Linked DNA regions of Mus musculus: region 2 is linked to region 1. Evidence: chromatin contacts called from public HiChIP or PLAC-seq data. All regions are on one chromosome and are shown on one strand. The core of a region is the stretch at or near the end of the contact, and the rest is flanking DNA. Distances in the headings are between cores, read along the strand shown. Region 1 overlaps Phc2 (polyhomeotic 2). Region 2 has its middle 6.4 kb from the start of Zfp362.

Region 1 (6,980 bases), core at 1,524-4,023:
CTCCCACTGAGCGCTCTGGAAATAAAGCGTGCTCCCTCGTTCCCACTTTCCCCCTGTGTGATGCATCCTGCCCAGCTCTCAGCCCACTAATGGGCCCCTTCCTCTCAGTCTGATTTGTCTTCCCTCCCTCTCACCCCTCACTGACCTGGCTCTGGTTCTCTGAGACAGCATCCCTTACTGCTCAGCCTCCTCTCAGGATCCCTCACACAGGCTGGACCAAGCACATGTCTCCCACATGCACACACTTACTTGCTCACTCCCGCTACAGCGCATGCTCACTGATGATGCACTGTCTCTCTGGCTCCCTCTGTCTGAGCTCCTGCTTTTAGTAGCTACAGCTGTCTTCCCAGATGCATGCTCTTAGGGTCTCTGTGGACCACTCATGCAGAGGACAGGGAAAGGCAGGCCAGACTGGTTTGCACACCAGCCTTTCAAAGTGTGCAAAAACACTGACTACACTCAGGTGTCAACCACCACCACCACCACCTTCTGTTTTAGAATTCCTGTGACCATTAAGCAGCAATTCCTTCCCCACTGTCCAGCCGCCCCTGGTGGTCTGAGATCTGCCTTTATGAATCTGCCTTTTCTAACATCTTAGATGAATGGAGCTACATCTTCTGTCCTCTTCACAATGTTTTAAACATTTATTCACATTGTATCATATGCAACAATTGTATTCCTCTTTAGGGTTGACTAATACTCCTCTTTCTATATGTGTGCACATCTCTCTGTGTGTATGTATATGCATGCATATATTTGCATATATATGCATATGTATTTGCATATGTGCATGTGTGTCTCTCTGTGTATACCACAGCTTGCTTCTCCATTCACCTGCCTATGACACTCAGGTTGTTTCCACCATTGGCAACGGCCACTGTGCACAATGTTGTAATTCTCTACTATGTAAGAAGCAGTGAATCATGGGGCAACTCCGTGGGGGGAAATGTGGACATCCAGATGTTCTTGTGCCATTTGTTGAATTACCAGTGTTTCTGTGACTCACAGAGGTCCCCTCAAGCTACCTGGTATATGTCAGGACCTGTGTTGATCCTTCCTGTCTTTCCCACTTCTACACGCTGCAACCCCTCGGGCTCAGGATTATTGTGACTGACCTGAAAAATCTTGGTTACCTGGCAGTATCTCACCCCCGGGCTTACTGTTGTGGCTACTGACGCTGTCCCTGTCCCCCGAAATGCCTTCCTTCCAGTTTTCATTACCATACTGTTCAGGTCAGCAGTGCAGGTGAGTCCTGGGGAATAGCATGGAATGCTGCTTCCTTGAAGTCCTCCCCCTTCATAGTCAATCATTACGTCGCTTAAGCCATCCAATGGGAAGGCTGTTGGCACAGTTGGTGATTGCCTGTCTCACATTCATAATGGCCTACTGCAAGGAAGTCATGTTCTTGGTGTCTGCTCCTGTACCCATGGTGTCAACTGTACCCCTGCATGCCTGGAGCTTCAGGCCCTGCTCCTTCTGCTCCCTGAAAGCTTAGTTTCTGCCTCTTTTTAGAACATAAACTACTCATGGTTTCATCATAGCTTTTACCTGTGGTCTCTAGTCTACCCGTAGAGATGGCTCAGTACCACTGCCTGTTTACTCGACAGTAGATGCTTTGGGTATACTCATGACTACTGTGAGAGTAGTTATTAATGTCCCATTTTGTCAATAAGAAATTATCTAAGCCAAGTGTTCTGAGGCAGAAGGATTACTGTGAGTAAAGTGTTAAATGATGAGTTTGAGTTAGCTTGGACTATAGAGTAGTAAGATTGTTTCAAAATATAGATATAGACAGAGACAGATGGGGAGGAGCTATCTAATTTATCTAAGGGCATCACAAAACTGGCAGTCCAAAGCCAGGTGTGTTGACCTGGCCCACTGTTGCAGTGACACTGGGCCCAGTCCCTGTCAGAACATACCAGAGCAAAGTAATGGAGATTACTCGGCTGAATCCTCTAATTACTGTTTATCAAATATTTGTACAAAACCATCCTTCTACATCATTTATACATACACGATATTACACATATGTACCCATCAAACAGTTCCAGAAATCAGACATTACCACAAACTCCCTTGTTTTTCCTAGACAAAAACCAAGGCCTAGTTTCTGAGGAAAAGAATGATTTATTCAAGGTAACATGGCTTTGACTCTTCTAGGACCATGGGAGGGATGCCCAGCAGCCAGGGCTAACTGGACTTACCCAGCCAGAGGGCTGGGACTCATCCTGAGGGGAAACCAGAAGTGAGTTGGTCTCCTCATGCAAAGAGCGTGGAACACTCCGGCAGCATTCAACTTCTGCTTCTACAGTTTGTGTGGCAAAGCTTCCATCTCTCCCTCCTCACACGTTCCTTCTGCCTCAAAGCTTGGGGTGGGTGGGAAGCAAAGGAGGCCTCCTGGAGTTTTAGCTAGGGCTACTAACGTGCCTGTCTGTGGACTCTCGTTAGGGCCTGCCTGCCACATGAGAAATATGAATCTGTACATTTCACAGCGCCCATGCTTTAAACATTTATCCACTCCTCCTCAATTTCCTCTTCCTAGTCTCATTCCCCTTTCTCTTCCTTCTAATGACTGCCTTATTCCGTCCCAAGGCCACCCACCCCTGTGGACTCCCACTGTGAACCACAGCCAAGTCTCACTAATGGCTGACAGCCAGAACTAGAAATATGTTTTTCTCTGGTTCCAACTCACTGTGTGGTTCTGTGTGAGGCTGAGCTCCAAAGCTGCCGTTCCTGTTTCAGTCAGGCCTCCCTCCCAACCACAAGGGACCACTTTGAGCGATGTGCTGACTGGAACTGGCTTGGATAGCGATCTTATTACAGGTCTCTGAGGCCTACAGGGCTTGAGACCCGGCAGCTGGAGAAATGCTGATGGTTCTGTCCTTTCAGGAGCCGCCAAGTCTAGGAAACACTAGGCCTTTGTCCCCAGGGTCAGGGAAATCCATTTGCTGTGGATTATGGCTGTGATGGTGTTCCAGGGAGGCAGAGGGGGAAGATAGTGAAAACAGCTCTTAAACCCTCACCAGAGACCGCAGGTCCAGCGGGATGAGGCTTTCTAATGGGATCAGGGCTTGACAGGAAGAGAGAGGTCTAGGGCCCCCCCCCCCCACAATGGCTGCTCCTGGTACCAGCATATTGGCCTCTGTGTAGAGTCTGAAAAGGCAGCATGAAGGGTTCCTCCTGGGTGCCTCTCTCTTCGAGGGGGGAGACAATGATTGAAAATTCAGTTCTCTAGACTGAGGGAGCTAGGGGAGACCCCCTTCCACCTCCAGGTTGCAGGGTGAATCCCTACACCCCCATCCTTCGCAGAGCTCCGGCAGCACTGTGAAGGTACGGAGGCACTGGGCAGCTCAAACCTCCCTCCTGACCTCCCTCTGTGCCTGCCGTGTCTCTTACAAACCTAGATCAAGGTAAAGAGAACAGGGAGATGGCTCAGCGGATGGAATGCGTGCCCAGCAAGCTCAAGGGCCTGAACTTGATCCCTAAGGACCTAAAAAGCTGGACGGCTCACCATGCACCTGGAACCCCAGCACTGGGTGGCAGGGTGCAGAGAGGGCAGGATCCCCGCCCGGGCTTGCTGGCCAGCTAGTCTAGTCAACTCAGCAAGCTCCCAGCTCAGTATGAAGCCCTGTCTTAAAAAAATCAAGTGGATAAGCAATAGAGGAAGACACCTGACAGTGACCTCTGGACTCCATGCACATGCATGCGCCTATACACATGCACTCATACCCCCCCCCCCCCCCACACACACACACAGGAACACATACACACATGGCGGGGGTGTATGTAGGTAATCAAAGAAAGTAAACCAAGTATATTAAGGAAAGGCAACAAGACAGAAGTGTCAGAGGCATAGCTAGAGCAGACCACTGCTCTAGCAAGCCAGACAATGACCTCATAGCAAAACACAAGAGCGTGCGCTCACATCAGCAGCCTTTTCCTGCTGAGGCCTGATATTTCTTGGTACCATAGAAAAGGCAGATTCTACCGAGCGTTTATGCTCCAACCTGGTGCTGATTTGTTGACAAGCATTCGCAGAAGAAAGAGAAAGATTTGATCTTACCCCTTCTGGGCTGGGCTGGGGAGTAAGGTGTGAGGGCGGGGTTTGTCTTGGCTCAGGAAGCTTCAGTCTCATGGTTCTGAGGTGGGCCAGTCTCCCTGAGGTCTTTAGTGGATGTGAGGAGTGAAAAGAGGCAAGGACTGGTGAACATTGCTGTAAGCCAAGCAGCAAACCAGAGAGGCCAGAAGGACTCAGAGGAACAAAGTTCTCTTCAGTTTCAGACAACCTTGTTGGTCACGGCAGCCCTAGAAAGTATTAAAGTGTACTGCCTACATCTAACTCTCATGAGCCAAACGAGGTCAGATGAAGCTTGTAGGAAAATTGCAGAGACATAACTCAGTCTCGCCAATGTAAGGGCCCTGTGGGTCACATCAGGGGGTCCCAACATGTGGCCTCAGGAGGGTTCCCAAGACTGTCAGCTCTCAGGCCCCACTTCAGACCCAGAGAAGCAGAGATTCCAAGACTGGGGCTCAGCAACTGTGTCATGACCAGCCATGCAGGGTTTCTGATGCACCGAAGGCTGAAAGCCGCTGTCAGAAGGCCACTCTCAGACCTCTAAGAGATGAAAGAGGAATGGCCATGTGCCTGAGATGGTCCACATGAAGTGCCTCAAAAGTGCTAAGTTAGGGGACTGAGAGAAGAGACTTAACAAATGGAGTGTCTCCCCTGATAGAAATGGAAGAGCAGCTATGCAAAGGGGCACAGAGCTGGCTGCTCTCAGAGACATTCCCAAGGCATCTGCCCCATCTGTCCCATGCTGCATGGTCCAGCGTTCTGTCTCCCATTACCCTTCACTGAGGCCACTCCCTATGTCCCACCTCCCTAGCAGAATCGGCTTTTCCTGTGCCAGCCAGGAACATGTCTGTTCTTCCTAGAGCCCAGCCTTTGTCACATTTGTCTTCATCCATCCTTTGTCACATTTACTCAGTGTGCGTGTGCACGTGTGTGTGTGTGTGTATGTGTGTGTGTGTGCATGTGTGCACTCACATGCACACTGTAGAGTCAGAGGACAACTTGTTGGAGTTGGTTTTCTCCTTTTATTATGTGGGTTTTGGTCACTGAACTCAGGTCACCAGGCTTGGTGGCAAGTGCTCTTACCTGTTAGGCCATCTCCTTAGCCCTCCCTATCTTTGATCTGCCAAGAGGCCAGCTGACTTTCCCAGCAGGTGGTGACTGGTATTTTCATTTACACTGGACACTGTGAATGGCTAGCAACAGTGGCGTTGGCTGTGTGAAGAATAGACCTGAAGTCCTGCTGATACATCTCACTCCTCAAGAGAGCTCTCAGAGACACCAAAGCACCCGTGACACTATTCTGTGATCGTGACGCCTTTGAAACCTTGAGACAGCATGGACACATTTACTCAAGTTGGTGGTCCTGATTCAGGCTCAATGAACAAGGCCATTACATATAAAGTTTGACTTGGGGAAGGAGTAAGGAGACAGACAGGAAAGAGGTGTTGATGTGATGGCTGTAAAGACCCAGTTACTGTGCAAGGCACACACGGGAGATCCTGCTCAGGCAGCCTGGCCTCCAGCCCAGGCTGCACCATTAATTAGCTGGGCTTGAAGCATCAGCACCAGCAGAGATGATAATGTCCTACCTCCTACCTCACACAGACTCTGCCAAGATGAACCAGGACGCGTAGGCCTAAGGAAACATTTTTAAACAAAATTGACAAGAATTCAGTACAGTATGAGTTCAGAAAGGGGGAGGGTTGAGATCAGGGAGTGAGTGTGAAAAGGGCGGAGTGCACATACATGCGCTCGTGCCAAGTCGAGCTCTTTCTCACTCATTGTCCGGTTTTGCAAAACAGATAGGGTAGCAGCAAGACACCACATTTGCTTGAATGAGTACATATATGCTTTGAGACAAGGTCTCATTATGTAGCACAGTTGACCTGGGACTTGGTCTCTAGATCAAGCTGGTCTTAAACTCAGAGAGAGAGAGAGACACACACACACACAGAGACAGAGAGACAGAGAGAGACAGAGAGAGACAGAGAGTGCCATCTGCCTCTGCTCAAAGGCATACACCACTGCACCCCAAGAGTATAAGGTTTGGAGAGCAGCCTGGCCTGTGCACTGAGTCCCGAGCCTTGCACAGACCAGGATGATGCAAGACCACTGAGCTCTGTTCTCAGTTCTACCTTTGCTTTTTGAGACAGTCTCTCCAGGCTGGCCTTATGCTCACTCTGTAGCTCCAGCAGGACTTGAGCTTACAACCACCCTCCCCAGTCTCTGGAGTGGCTACAATTACAAATCTGTGCACCACCATGTCTGGCTAGAGTCAATTTAAAAAAATGAGTATGGGTGTTTTGTCTACATATGTCTCTGCACAACTTGCATGCCTGGTCCCCAGAGGCCAGAAGAAGGCATAAGATCCCCTAGAACTGAACTGTTGTGAGCCACCACATGAATGCTGGGAATCTTCCTCTGGAAGAGCAGTCAGTGCTCTCAATTGCTGAGTCATCTTTCCAGCCCCAGTTAATTCTTTCTTTTTAAGTAGCCTAGTAGAGTTGTACATTTTTGGCACATAGACATCTTAGTAGCTAATGCTATAAAAGATCACTGTAAGATTCTCTCTGTATTGAATCTCCCTATAAAGTATACAAACATGTGTATGCACACACATATACACATATGTACATATATGAACACACACACACACACACACACACACACACTCCTAGTATTTCTAGAACCTGCATGATCTGCATTCCAACTTGGCTTTGGTCTGGCTTGGAGCAGGTTAGCCCAGACAGGCTAGCCTGCCCCTGCTGTGTTCCCACAAGCCTAAGTGGGACAGGGATCGAGAAGCACCCCATTGCCAGGCTTGCAGAACAACCGTTCCAGGGCTCGCACGTTAGTGTGGACATTTTTGAGAAGCCCTCCTTTCTCTTCCTGTCATACCTATCCC
Region 2 (6,980 bases), core at 3,199-5,698, 110 kb before region 1:
CCACAACCAGCAGAAGACCCCCCACCCTATGCCTCACCCCTTCAAGTCCCTGTCCTCCCTAGGACTGCAGGATGGAGAACCTAGCCTTCAGCCATGGCCCCGTGGAGGCCATTCCACATCTGAACTGAAACACTAAGGTCCTGGATTTGCTCACGGTTTCTGCTGCTCACCCCCCTCCTCCCTTTTGGATGTGGCTTATTTGTGAGCCTAAGATAAGAGTTCTGTCTTTCGCAACATGGAGCATGCAAAGAGATCATGTATGGGCGGAGTAAAACTTGGAACATCCACTTGTGGTGAGTGAACACAGCATTACAGCCACAGTGTTGGGTTCAGCTCATGATGCACATGGGGAAACTGAGGCCTGGAGAAGCGAGTGAACCACTGAGGCCACAAGCGTTTGCCCAGGGGACTTCAAACACACCTCCTCAGCTGTCTGCCATTCTGTGCCTCTCTCTAAGGACCTTCTCTAACTCAGGGGTTTGTGTGCAATGTAGGGTAGCTGGTTTTATTTTTATCTGCCTCAGTTTCCCTATCCTGCCCCTATGGGCTCTCTGTTCCTGGCAGAAGGGAGCCAGATGTTACCATGCAGGCTGTTTTGAGGTCTCCAGGGGACAAAGGCCATGATTGTTTAATTACTGTGAGTGGTAATTAGACGAGAAAGTAATTGCTTGCCCTTTCATTAGCGGCACTTGCACCCATCTCTCATAGCCTCAGGCCAGGAAGAAAAGGGAACTGGTGGAGCTCTGCAGGGAGGGTCCCGCCCAGCCCTGGAGAAGGGCCATGAAGGTTACTGCCAGGCGCATCACCTTCCAAAGGTGGTTTATGGGTCACTCCACCTTCTTACAGCCCGGAGCTCCTCCGCCCGGAGCTCCTCCAACTCTCTTAGGAATAAGGATTCCTGGGCATGTACTTGGCATAGGTCTAGGTACCCACTCTTCTCTGGACAAATTCTTCCACCAAAAGCCCAATAGATGCCTTGTTTACAGCTAATGCTTGGCGTTTGGTGGTGTGTTCTAATCCTGACACCCTGCCCTGTTGAAGAGAGATTACCATACCCATTTACATACTAGAATCTCAGGGCTGAATCTCAGAGCCCTGGTATTCTCACCAGAGATGGAGCTTGGTCCTTATTCTGTTGGCCAATTCTCACATGAAGAGCTTGAAGCCCAGATGCACCAAATAACATGCCCCGACAAGCTCAGGGATTTAACAGTATCAGGAGCTAGTGTCCAGTGTCCTGCCCTGTCTGGATGAGGCTCTGGCCTGTTGCTGGCCCTGCTCTGTTGGTCTGCCCCCCCCCCCCCCCCCCCGCCACTCATCTTAATCCCTGATCCCAGTCTTCCTGATGTCAGAGACAGGAGGATAGCTAAAAGGAGGCCTTTACCGCTGGGCAAGTGAGAACCAAGCTGAATTACAGAGCTGGAGTTACAGACTTCTGGTGGCCTCTGGACTGTCATATAAGCCCAATCAGGACATTCCTTCCTCCTGTTCAAACCCCGGTTCCTCAGCCTTCCGGATTTGGATAATATTTAACCAGAATTTCCTCCATACCTTGGTAGAAATCCAATAATGTGCTCAAGAGATTTTCAGTTCCCAGTGATTTACAAAATCCCGATCACTTCTCCATCCTGCTTTCTGATCTCAGCACATCTCTACTTGTCTTTACTCCCCACTCAGTCTTCCCACCCCACTCCCAAGCGCCAAGCCAGGATATTTGGTGCCACCTGACTGACCACAGTGTGTGTGGGGTCCATTTTGCTAAGTACTTAAGGAGACAGAAGATGTTTACATCACTTCAAGGCAAGGGCAGCAAGCAGAGCAAGAGATCTCCTGTCTCATACAGGGCAGTGAGCTACCTCTCTCGTCAGGGTCTCCCCTCTCCCCAGTCATTGCACCCATCAAGTAAATATTGGATTACAGATTTCAGCTCATCCATTCAGAGCACCTTTCACCTTCAAAATTTTGATACCCATTACATTCTTATGAAATGAACGAGCACAGAAGTATTGAGTTTGCAATCTGATATCAGAGTCAACTATTAGGAATCTGAAGACAGAATCATAGCTGGAATCGTTGTGTAAAAAGAAGAGAGTCTCATGAAGCTACGAGAGCAACCTCAAGGTTGTATAAGGCTGTCCTTAGAATTAAGCTACGGGCCCTGACAACAGGGTGAAGAAGGGTTTCCCTAGGTGAACAGACTGTGGGTGTGGTTAGGTGGAGCATCTATTCTGAGCAGAGGAGGACTGTGTGTGCAAAGCCTTGCGGGAAAATGAAATAATGAGTGGCTGGAGACAGACGCCAAGGTGGGAATGGTGGTAGTTAAGGACAGAGATCAGTAAGGGCCAACGTTAGATTGGGGGCCCAAATTCGCCATGTAAATCAGCGCAGAGCTTTTCTTCTTCAGTTCACATACAACTGTGGATTATCCCAAACTCTGAAGATATGTCTGCTTAATAATGATCTGAGGGGGTGGAGGGGTGGGTGATGGCTCAGTGGGGAAAGTGCTTGCCACGTGTGATGGGTATCTTTAATTGCCAACTCAACACAAGCTAGAATCCCTGGGAAGAGGTTCTCAGGGAGTGGTGGGCCACATTGAGATGGCCCATGGGCATGTCTGTGGGGTTCTCTTGATTGTCATAATCGATGAGGAAAGAGCTGCTCCAAATGTGGGTGGTAGTTTCATCTAACTGTCTCTGCCGAAGTTGGTTCCTTCGCTGATATGAGAACAGGCTTCTTCAGGCTTCCAAAGGTGAACGGAGGACCAGCAGCTCTCCAGGAATCTTCTAGGCTGCCGGTGCCAGACTGGAACTGTTGAAGCAGCCAGTCCTGTAGTCCGAGCAACTACTGAGCTGTCTGCCTTTCCAGTGCGAGACAGCTATATTGTTGGACTACCTAACTATATTATGTGAGCCAATCTAATAAATTCTCTCCCAATATTTACCCTGTAGGTTCTGTTCCTCTAGAGAACTCCAACTAATGTACCATGCAAGTGGAAGGACTTGAAGTGAAATCCTTAGAGCCCACAGAAAGCTACACAGACAGCGTCTGTAATCCAATGTTTCTATAAGACAGGAGGTGGGAGGCAGGAGAGTTCCTGTAAGCATGCAGGATGGCAAGTCTGGCATAGAGAGGTAGAAGGTGAGGACCTACATCTGAGATTAACCTCTGACCTCCACGTGTGCTGCGGCACCCATACCCACTCCCACACACACCCCACACGAGACATTTTTTTTTAAATAGTGAACTAACTACTCAGGCTCCCTCGAGAATGTGGGCTACCAGGGAAGCCTCTTGCTTCCCCCACGCCTGTCCTGCACTGAATTAGAGTGTCTCCACTTCCGCCAATACCACGTGGTCCAAGCTGGATTCATCCTTTGTGAAGAAGACTTTGAAAGTCTCCCCATTTGGTACCCCTACTTCCCCGCTTTGTCCCATTCCGGTCTGTTTGTTCCCGTGACTATATGACCACTTCTGATAGAACTTGGACCAGAAGTCATGCCTGTGATCTTTCCTAGGGAGAGGTGAACGACGAAACCTCCATTCATCCAGATCGGGCACCAATAACCGGCCAAAGAATCCATCCTACTGAAGTGACTCGAGTCTGGCAAACAAAGAACTGATGGGGCTAACTTACAGGAATGTGGGTGAAGGGCTCATAGGTGAGCCCCAAACAGTCACATCACTGAAAAGCCCTTCTCCACCATGGGTGATGCTCTTAATAAATAAATTAAAAAGGGGGGGCTTTATTGGACTGCCCATCCCAATTAACCACCACCCTTTAGCAACTCTAAACAGCACCTCCCAAGGCCAAATGCAGCTAAGGCAGGATTACATGCCTCTTGGAGGGGTCAGGAGCAGGTGGGTCTCAATCTCAGCTGAGGCTCCAGTGAACTTCCCTACCCACTTCTATTTGAAAAGTCTTTGGGTCGCATGTGTGTGATCACAGCTTCTGTGGTTTCAAGCCAGCAACACCATGCCATACTCAGAAGACAGAAGGCCATAATAGAACTGCTACGTTGCCTTATTTCTATAAAACCGAAACCCTAAATCCTCTCCTCCCTGGGCCCACACGAAGCATCCATCCCTCTGAATCATGTCACGGTTGCCTCGTTTGGTTGCAGGTCTGTTATCCCTTCCGTGTGGCAAGCTCTTCTTTGCTCTGGGCCTCTACATGCCAGTCTCTCTCCTAGAATCGCCCTCTTCCTGGTTTCAGCTTAAATCCCTTTTCCTCTGGAGAGTTCACCACGATCTCTTCTGTCTCCCGGCACTTCAGATCTCTCCTCTGTAGTGCTCATGAGCCCTAAATAAATAATCAGTAAAGGAATTCTTTGCTGAGCCCTGTCTCTGAGAGCAGACTTTTGGAGAGTTCACTCACATCACGAATAGCCACCGCGCTTCCTCACCGGGAACTCCATCTCCCAGCTTCTATTGCGGTTGGACAGGCCATGTGACTAGTCTTGGCCAATGGATGGTGAGGAATGATATGAGTCACTTCCAGGCAAGAGCAGTAGAAAACCCATGCTCTGGCCATTCAGACAATCTTAAGTTCCAGTAGGTACTGTTCAAAGATGTCTGTGACTAGCCAGTCTAAGGTCCTCGATGACTAGAGCAGGGGACCCATGTGGGCAGGTGGTACAAGCCGGCAGCATTCTCCTTCTGTGTTCTATACCTGAGGTTTGGAGCTCTTAATTCCCATAGTACAGTTTGGGTAGTACTGTGCTCCGTCTGACTGGGGACCAGGGTTTGTCCTCTGCTGCCTCTCCAGAACCTCGGGCCCTGAATGAGGCCCCTGAGTTGGCACTTGGGGAATGTGTGCTGAATTATTAAAAATATAAGTCATGGTTCCTTCCTCAATTAAATTACCCTAGCCTGGCATGAGGGTATGTGCGTTTAATCCCAGGACTCAGGAGACAGAGGCAGGCAGGTTTCTGCAAGTTTGAGAGCAGTCTGATCTACATAGAGAGTTCCAGGTTAGCCAGGTTACACAGTGCGATCCTGATAATTTTTTTTTCTTAAACACATATTTATGGAACAAATACATCTACAGAGCAGGTAGGATTTAGTCAGGAGCTGCACTGTCCACATTAGAGACACGGGAGGGGGAGAGGATCAGCCTCAGCCACAGAGAGCTTCCTAAGGGAGGGTAAAAGTTGCGGAATCGGAGAGGATGTGCATCGTCTGTAAGTTGCAGGCAGTTGTGAGCCTCCCATGGTGGGTCCTCTTAACCATTGAGCTCTCTGTCCAGCGCCTTCACCTCTCCTCATAGCTTTTAAATGGCTAGGCTAAAATCTGAAGGGTGAGTTGAAGCTGGCCATGGAAGTTGAGCCTGGGTGAAGGGAACCACATACGAAAAGGGATATGGCGAGGGTGGGATGGCCACTCATGCTGGCTGAAACCGCTTTGTGGGTGGTCAGAGAGGAGTCCCGCAAGGTAGGGAGGAGCCGGGCGCACACAAATCCCCTCAAAAGGCCCCAGCTCCGCACTCAGTGCCTTCAGTGTCCTTAGACTTTGGCCCTAAAGCCTTTTCTAGGGCTCTTCTGAGTGCCAGTGATGACCTCACAGTTACATTTGGGGACCATAGGATATTCAGGGCAGTGATAAGCTGAACCTTTCAATAATGCCATAATTAGCACACTCAGGGTGTTTTCTTTTTAGGCTTACTGTGTGTGTGTGTGTGTGTGTGTGTGTGTGTGTGTGTGTATGTATTATGTGTGTGTATATTGTGTGTGTGTGAATATGGATGTATGTGTATGTATGTATTCAGGGTCTCACTGTGTAGCTCTGGTTGGCCTGTAGATCAGGTTAGCTCCAAATTCACAGAGATCCTCCTATTTCTTTCCCTGAGATATGCAACACAACACCCAGTTAGAATTTATTTTTAAGGGCTATTTTAATATTTACCAAAACTTGGAGTATATAGTAGAGGGTTCCCCTTATATACTCCCACCATTCTTCCCTCATTATCAATATATTATGACTAAGTGATACAGTTTTCCACAATTATTGGCAGATAGTTTTACTGACATAACTAATTTGACTCTATAGTTTGATTAGAGATTCTTGGTTTTGCTTTAACACCTATTTTTCTGCTCCAATACCTCACCTAGGGCAATCACATTACACTTAGTCATCCTGTCTCCTCAGGCTCTGCCAGCCTGTGACTTTCAGACTTCCCTGTTTTGGGTTTTGTTTTGTTTTGTTTTTTAATGATCTTGACAGTTCTGAGAAATTAGGTATTTTGTTTCAGCACTAGTGGAGTGTGCCTGATATCTTTTTCCTTGTGAGAAAGAGTACCACCGAGGAAATGTGCCATTAAAATAAAATCATGTGGGACTGGAGCGATGGTTCAGCGGTTAAGAGCACTGACTGTTCTTTCAAAGGATCAACTCCCAGAACCTCCATAGCAGCTCAGAACTGTCTGTAACTCCAGTTCCAGGGGATCTGATGCACTCACACAAATACTAAACCAGACAAAGCACCAATGCACAGCAAATAAAAAACAATAAAAATAAAGAAAAATACCGTGAGAGAGAGAGAGAGAAAGAGACAGAGAGAGAGAGAGAGAGAGAGAGAGAGAGAGAGACTATGCACATTTGCAGGGTTTTACTGCTGTGAACAGACACCATGACCAAAGCAAGTCTTATAAAGGACATTTAATTGGGGCTGGCGTATAGATTTAGAAGCTCAGTCCATGATCATCAAGGTGGAAGCATGGCAGCATCCAGGCAGACATGGTGCAGGCAGAGCTGAGGGCTCTACATCTTCACCTGAAGGCTGCTAGTGGAAGACTGACTTCCAGGCAGCTAGGATGAGGGTCTTAAGCCCACACCCACAGTGACACACCTACTCTAACAAGGCCACACTTCCTAATAGTGCCACTCCCTGACCCAAGCATGTACAAACCATCACATTCCACTCCCTGGCCCCATAGGCTTGTTCAAACACATGAGTCTATGGGGGCCATACCTAAACATTGCATA

Evidence for each region. HiChIP or PLAC-seq counts read pairs in DNA pulled down with a chosen protein or histone mark.
Region 2: a contact with region 1 is called in an H3K4me3 HiChIP or PLAC-seq map of bone marrow-derived macrophages, with 2.3 times the contacts expected there. The contact joins two enhancer-like sites. A contact is called at or near these places in 1 of 39 promoter capture datasets (embryonic stem cells), 6 of 115 datasets of contacts at active chromatin or transcription factors (T-cell acute lymphoblastic leukemia, bone marrow-derived macrophages, embryonic stem cells and 1 more) and 3 of 9 other capture datasets (adipose tissue, liver and pancreatic islet).

The regions. Positions count from the first base shown.
Region 1 is chr4:128,694,029-128,701,008 of GRCm38.p6, reverse strand. All of the region lies in intron 1 of Phc2 (polyhomeotic 2), which reads right to left. Among named protein-coding and RNA genes, the nearest start is that of Gm33712, 30 kb to the left of the region's middle. Within about 2 kb of position 2,773, at least 121 of the 459 cell types and tissues checked have an H3K27ac peak or open chromatin away from gene starts, as enhancers often do. A contact at or near this core is called in bone marrow-derived macrophages and stem cell-derived neural progenitor cells, where this site is marked.
Region 2 is chr4:128,809,064-128,816,043 of GRCm38.p6, reverse strand. No RefSeq gene overlaps it. Among named protein-coding and RNA genes, the nearest start is that of Zfp362, 6.4 kb to the right of the region's middle. Within about 2 kb of position 4,448, at least 360 of the 459 cell types and tissues checked have an H3K27ac peak or open chromatin away from gene starts, as enhancers often do. A contact at or near this core is called in bone marrow-derived macrophages and stem cell-derived neural progenitor cells, where this site is marked.